2 separate regions of the Xenopus laevis genome follow, and region 1 is linked to region 2. A link is a contact called in public Hi-C data. All regions are on one chromosome and are shown on one strand. The core of a region is the stretch at or near the end of the contact, and the rest is flanking DNA. Distances in the headings are between cores, read along the strand shown.

The links. Hi-C and Micro-C count contacts between places; a contact is called where the count stands out from the background.
Region 1: a contact with region 2 is called in a Hi-C map of the XL177 cell line, with 2.9 times the contacts expected there. The contact joins the promoter of cfap52.L here to the promoter of fbxw10.L in region 2. A contact is called at or near these places in 2 of 4 Hi-C or Micro-C datasets (the XL177 cell line and the XTC cell line).

The regions. Positions count from the first base shown.
Region 1 is chr9_10L:52,237,335-52,241,212 of Xenopus_laevis_v10.1, reverse strand. It overlaps cfap52.L (cilia and flagella associated protein 52 L homeolog), which reads left to right and starts at 1,623. Exons shown (of 14, transcript NM_001095991.1): 1 at 1,623-1,698; 2 at 3,622-3,821. The coding sequence starts at 1,641. It overlaps tbc1d24.2.L (TBC1 domain family member 24-like), which reads left to right. Exons shown (of 7, transcript XM_018235469.2): 7 at 1-1,094.
Region 2 is chr9_10L:52,098,845-52,102,430 of Xenopus_laevis_v10.1, reverse strand. It overlaps fbxw10.L (CMT1A duplicated region transcript 1 protein), which reads left to right and starts at 1,455. Exons shown (of 14, transcript XM_018235455.2): 1 at 1,455-1,535; 2 at 3,387-3,586.

The DNA of each region.
Region 1 (3,878 bases), core at 374-2,873, 140 kb before region 2:
CTCTCCCCCCCCCGGGAAACTGGCTTTGTTGGGGCCGGGGGCCCCGTCTAAAGCCCAGCATTATGGTGAGAGTATGATTTTGGGGTGACCACTAGGGTGCTGCCCAAGATATCCTTGGTATTGTGCTCAAATGGCTGATACAGTGATATAATTTACCTTGTTTAAAACTAAAGAGGGCCCCATGGATCTCACAGAGGGGTATAACCTAAAAAGTCTGGAAACCACTGCCTTTGGGGATATTTGTGTGGATATATATGGGACATATAATCTGCGACCATTTGGACTGTACAGTTTATATTACAGCAGAGCCCAGAGCTGCAGTCATATTCCCCTTTGTATCCTATAGATACACCTCTAAGCCTCCAAAAGGGGCAGAAAGCTAATTTCATGCCCATGTGAGATCTCAATGCATTGCTGAACTAAACTCCCCAGTGCCCCCTGTGGTACAGCATGCTGAGAATTGCAGTTCTGCTGAGAAAACCACCTTTTTCGACCGAATATGTAATTTAACATCATTTATTGCTGTCTTCCCATCATCGCGCAGCCTTCAATATAATTGTAGCACTTTTACCCCTCCCAGCATTATCACAGCACCATTAAAAATGACTGAGCATGAGTTAGCCACACCCATAGATCTAACATTAAAGGCACACCTATACAATGTTGGCTTCATCTTTTATGTATAAAAACTTGCTGTGTGCCAGGGGAAACCGCAGATCATTATTATGAGTCGCACCTGCCAGTGATTATTAGTACTAGAATATGTGCACATGTATGCCTTTTATTACATAATCAATAATAAGCTTCCACGTCAGATAAACAAAGTCCGGCCTTGAGCCAACTCCTCTATGGAGCAAGGTAGGGGGCCTTTAATAAAAAAGCTTGCTGTATCACTGGCTGAGCAGAGAGGGAGAGAGGGTATCAGACAATTGGGTGTGGTTCAACTGGAACCTGCTGTATCACATCTGTAGAATGACTTACTGCGTTACGGTATTCTGAGCTGCTTTAATTAATTTGCTTTTCTATTATTCCTTTGATATTGTTTGGCTTATTAGAGAGTGTTAATGAAGATGAAAAATAAAGTTTAATGAGTGTTTCCTTTTTTTTCATTATAAAAGACAAAACCTCCAACTCTCACAGGCTTGTTTTGGAGGGAAAGGGTTGAGACCTTCAGGGAGCCATGAGGGCTAAGTGATTTGCAGCTTGTAAATTATTTTGTAAGCAGCCAATCACAGTAACTCTGCCCAGAGGCCACACCTCTGATTGCATCCAAGAGGCTGCAGTGGCTGTTAGATCCCAGCAGGGGCAGTGGTTTGCCCACACAGTAATATAAATAAGAGCTGCCACACTGTTTCCCTTGCACAATGTAATTATCAGATTACATGCATATATACTTATATGTAGTAGTACCCCTAAGTCGACAGGTGATCACATACTGATAAATTAATAGAATTATTACAGAAACACATAGCAAAACATGTCGTCAAACATACTGCGCATGAATTTCAGGTTAGCGCATGCGCAGGAAAGGTGAGACTGGCTGGCGGTAGTGCGCAAGCGTATAGTTTTGGTTGCCTGGTTACAGGTAAACAGGGGATAAGTTGAGGGTTGCTGGGCGACGAGAGAAGCAGAGAGCAGTGATGGCTGGACAGGGAGAGGAGAACCGGCTGGAGTTGCAGGGGATCATCGGGTTTAACGGTGAGAAAAGGCGGGGAGGGTGAACTGCGGCGGATGGTGGGTGGGGTGGTCACGGGCCTCACATTTGAGGCTCAAGGGAGACCAACCATTTGCGCTGGCAGCAGGTACCCTCCTGGTAGGAAGCAACTGGCCCCTGGGTATACGATATCCATTCAATAATCATACTGATAGGATCTGCATTAATAATAGCCATTTATATTCTCTAACCTGCTGCATCACTCCATAGAAATCATTACAGCCTGCAGCATGCGTGAGATCGCGATCAGCTGCCCTGCCAGGATAGTGGGAAATCCCTTTCATCCCCTTCTAAAGAACTTGCAGGAAAGGCGTTTGGCCCCCAGCCTCTTAAAAACAAGAGCATATAGTTTGCAAAAAATCCTTGGAGGGTGCTGGGAGTTGGAGCTGAACATGAACTTCAGGGGGCAGATTTATCAAGGGTCGAAGTGAATTAGAGGGAATTCAAAATTCTAAGTAATTTTTTTGAATACTTCGACCATCGAATAGGATACTACGACTTCGACTGCGAATTCGTTTCGAAGTAAAATCGTTCAAATATTCGACCATTCGATAATCGAAGTACTGTCTCTTTAAAAAAAACGTAGACTTCAATACTTCGTCGAAATTAAACCTGCTGAAGTGCAATGTTAGCCTATGGGGACCTTCTAGAGCAGTTTTCTAAGTTTTTTTGAAGTTGAAAAAAATTGTTTGATCGATGGATGAAATACTTCGAATCGTTCGATCGAACAATTTTACTCTGACAGCAAAACGGTCAAATTCTGTGAAAAAAACTTTCGACTTCGATATTCGAAGTCGAAGTAAAGCCATTCGATGGTCGAATTTCGAATTATTCCTTACTTCGAAATTCGACCCTTGATAAATCTGCCCCCAGGTGTTGCAGAGTGGAAATCACTGATTTATGTAATTCCACTCCCCAGATCCTGCCTTTATAACTCCAGTGATTTCATGAGAAACTCACAAGGGGGGGGGGGTTTACTAACATACGGTTTTAATGTTGAACCAGTGCAGTAACCCATAGCAACCAATCAGATCTTTGTTTTCCCAGCCAATAAAACCTAATTACTGGTTGGTTGCTATGGGTAACAATTGGGTAATCAGCAAATCAGCCTTTGTTTTTTTTTTGTGACTTCATTATTTTATTTTAAACGGCAATTTCCTAACTAAGCAACTTCCAAATAGCCATGCATTCCACGTTCTCATTGGGTTTATAGTTATGTGTAAACATCATTGCTGTTGTCTGTCTGTCCCTTTCTGTTATCTGGGACTCAGGAGTTCAGAACCAGCAGTGCAGCGATTATAAACAAACACTGCTTTTAATATGGTTTTGTGTAAGGTTCACATTAAATTGGCACACTACATATAAAGGGACAGTTGTAGAGATATGGGGCAGGTTCCTACAAGCACGGGGGAAGGGGGTCAAGAAGGAGATCCCCAGGTCCCCCGAGGAAGGAGCAACCCTCTGGGCGGGTGAATTATGAGAGGTAATTTGGGGTGTGTGTGACGGAGCTGTTTGGTATATACATGGAGATGAGACTGCTGATAAGAGGGAACGGGGGAGGGGAGACAAGGGTCTCACACACAGGGAGCTGTATGATGGACTTACCAGGAGTGTTAGTTGACACCAGACCGGGAAAGGGAGGTTCTGGGAAGATGATCGGCTCCTGATAAGACAAGGTAGAACCTGAGAAGGAAGAACCTAATTAAGAGGATCAGATGTCTGTACAAACCTGAAAAAGCAAGGCAGGACCGTTGCTGTTTTTTCTGGACAGGAAGTTGAAACAGCCAGTCAGGTACCCCGTACCCCCCAGACTGGCACAGTAAGAGACAATAATGTTGCCCAAGTCCGTTTAATAAACCAAATGTTGTTTTGCGCTTGTCCAAGCAGTTTGGTTCTGTCTCGTTTAGGACATGTTCCGTCTGGCCTGCTCAGTCACCCTGATAGAGAGCATCTGATATACCCCCTGGGGTGCACTATCATCATCGAAAACCTCAACACCCGCAAGCAGCAGTTCCTTCAGGGTCACACCAATAATGTGTCCTGTTTGGCCGTGTCCAGGAGCGGCCGATACCTGGCGTCTGGTCAGGTCACCTACATGGGATTTAAGGTAAGGACCTGTCTTGTCTCATAGGAACGGCTCTACAGTGAGGGCACCCATGAGTAA
Region 2 (3,586 bases), core at 206-2,705:
AATATAATTACAGCCGTCAGGGATAAACCCAAACGGAAGCTGATGCAATGACCAGAAACATGCTGCTGAATAGTGTACTGGAATCCCTTAGTCATAGTAAAACGCACAAACGAGACAAATATATAACATTTTCTCTCTACTCTTTGCCCCAGTTTAAACTCTGAACTTTGGCTGAGTTATCGCCTATATGTACACTAGTTCACTAGTGTATTGGAGTCCCTTTGTTGTCATGACATGCACTGTATTACAAAAGACATTTTATTTCCCAAAACAGAACTTTTGACAGTTGGGTTAAGAATTTTGCCAATACTGTTTGTTGCAGGATCAGTATTCGACAAGATGCAGAGAATCTTGCAATTTGATTGCTTTCTGACAGAACTGTTGTTTGGTGTGAATGTGCCTGGCCCCTGAAATTGATCCCTTTGGCCAATCTAACTCAGATTAGCAGAAACACAAAAAACCATGCCAAGAGACAAACACATTTTATGACCCTCGTTAGGTGACCCTTTGTCCATTTTGACTGGTCGTATCAACCAGCCCACAAATACTCTGGACACACTTCCACCATAGAATCCCATCAATTGGCCCACAAGTTGATTAATACAATTTGTACATCCAGACACAGCTACATGAGGATGTTCCAGATTAAAAGTAGGGGACAAACGGCAGCTGAGTTCTCTATCCCCCACTGTATATATCAAGGAAGAACCCTTTTAAAATACACAGCTCTTCCCTGAAAGGTCTGCCACTAAACACATGGATATTAGTTGTTTGGTCAGGCAGGCTGAAAAATGTAACTCGGCTTGGCTCAATTAAACAGGAATATTTGTTGGCCTATAGACAATCTGACGGTAGTAATAAAACTATGTCGGTAAAGCATGACTGGTTCCTAATGTGCATCACAGATATCCAACCAAACAACAATTGGTCATTTACAACTGCAATTAAAAACACAATCTGCCTTGTTAACACCTAAAATGCAGCATCTTTCCCCACGATTCCAGCATAATTGAGGTCTTTGAGGGGGGTTAAGTCCAATATGTCAAAACACATACAGTGAAAATATTAATCTGGATGTTATCAAAATGGTGGCTACAGGTCTTATTCCTTGGTTATATGATGAAATCTCCATGTAAAAAAAGGAATCATTTGCAGTGTTCAGTTTAAATGTTACCTTAACCCGATCAACTGCTCACAAAAACAACAAAGAATCAAGACACCCTTTATGTCTTTTTTTTAACTATTGTATACATCTTTAATTGCACAAGCAATTTCTATGGCAACTTTTTTCTTTCCAGTCGAGCTTTAGTCATAGAAGGTCCTTGGTTATACACCTGGTTATGCACACATCCACTTCCATTCAGATCCTTTCTATTATATGGACAGTTTAAAGTTGAAATCATATGTGGAAGGTTAGTGCAGCCCCCCTCACCCCAAACCGCAGCAGTGTAGCATTCTCCTGGAGGTTCCCCCCCATTGGAGAAGCAGTTATAGTAACTGTTACTGGCTGTTGGATACAGGGCTACATTGGAATGGTGAGCTCCCACACTAGATTTTAGCTTTGCCAGAGCTATGCGCCGTTAACTGATGGGTAAATATAAGGCCCATCACGTCTTTCCCCAGTTTGTTGGTGTGTGTGCCATGGGCAACACATATAACACAAGTGTGATTATACCTTCTGGTTTGGTCTGTTGGCGCTTTCCTGTTCTGGAAATACTTGTAGGGCTGGTTGTTACTGCCCTTTGCTCTCAACACATACATGTAGGTCATCACGAACCTAAATGAAAGCACCTAAAAATGTGCACTGTTTTAGTTAGACTATAGGGACTAAGACTATATTTGCAGGGCGGGGCACAAAGTGTAAAAATTGGTGCCATCCACAATGTTTTTTGTTAATACTGTTTAATGAATACAGAGGTGACAGCAATAGGCAGTGTTGTATTCATGCAGTGTTCGCCCCAGAAAAAAAAGGTGATGGGTGGGAAATAAAAATTGCATGCCCGCTCCACCACTCCCCAGCCTTATTAGAGCAGTTTTCTGGGGAAGCCAACTGGACTGATAAGCCGATAGGGAAAATAAAGCACATAGTCCTGCAGTGATTGCAGGCTGCACTGGAGCCCTGTAATAACCTCATGTCTCCTGACAAATGGCAAGGACAGGTCTGGCTTGCGTCTGTCAATGCTGTGCTCTGCACCTCATGCAAGATTTTTTCATATAAATAACACATTATGCAGAGTGCAACCAGACCTGAGAAGACATGCACTTTGAAATAAGTGGGGTGTTTTTGTGGCCCTTAGTGCACAAGGTATTAGTAAAGGGCCGCTAATAAGAAAGTTGCCTCTTTATTGACAAGCAGAATGCCATGCTATATTTTAGGCACACTGGAAGGGAAGTAACTAGGGGAAGGCGTCAAAGACAGCCGTCCAGGGCACAATAGGGGTCAGGGAAAGCAAAAACAGACAAATGGGGGTGGTGGTTTGAATGAGTTTTGGTATGCCTTCTGTGATAGCGGGGGGTGTTGTTTAAGCAAAAGCGCAAACAACTGGTGCTGGGGGTGAACCAAGCATTCTGGTGAGGAGTAGAGGAGTGGGAGATGAGTAGGCCAAGTAGTATTGTCTCAAACAAATACTGTTTGGCCCAGCTCTGCTTACTGGTCCTTTCTCATGTTCCAGATCTGAGGGTTGGTGCTATAAATCTGGGTGATTGCCTCGTTTTTGTTGAGCTTTTTATATATATACAATGATGACTCCGAGAAATACTCTGAGTACAAAACAGTCTTGTACGAAGGATCTGTTGAACTTTAGATATACTGTACATACATATCATAGTTTTGTATAAAACAACTTTGTAGGAAAGAACTGATGAACTCAATTGCATAATGTGTTTAGGGCTTCTGCTAGTTCATTATGTAGTTATGACTTCTCATAGAAACTTTCTTTATGATAGCTAGGGGCAGAATGCTAATAGCATTGATAAGATAAGCTCTTGGCTTGTGTTTGTTTTTGCTGGGGACCTGGCAAGTTCTTGATGAGCACATAAGAAGGAAGATATTTAGTTGAAATGGGCTCCAAGTGGTTTTAATAAGGATATGAGCTCATTGTTTATTAGAGCATATAAAAGTGGAGGGTCCCGTTTTGTTGGCTGAGATCTCTCCTGTGGTGCAATCGGGCGTGCTGCCGAGGGTCCTTGTTTTCCCATTTGAGAACTCTCTGTCGACTGAATCGGGATCTCCCAGTCACTTGATATCCTGTTATGTTAACTCAAACGGTGATGTATTCTTAATTATCTTACTAACTTTATTTGTAATAAAGTTTTGTGTCTGTTCATATTCAGTGCATTTTCAGTAATTTTTTTCCCACTTTAAACAGTTACGGTCTTTTTTCCAGACAGAAAAGTGGCATCACATAGTTTGCCTAGAACTCTGTTCCACTTTAGAGGAAAAAAAAGAAGTGCCAGTCTATTCAAATACTTACCGCGCCTCTTTGGGGAGTGTGCCTGTTGTACAATACTTGTGGTAGCTGCTTCATCTCCTTGGAGCCCACAACAATAGAGAGAGAGATTTGTACAAACATCAATGCCTGGAAAG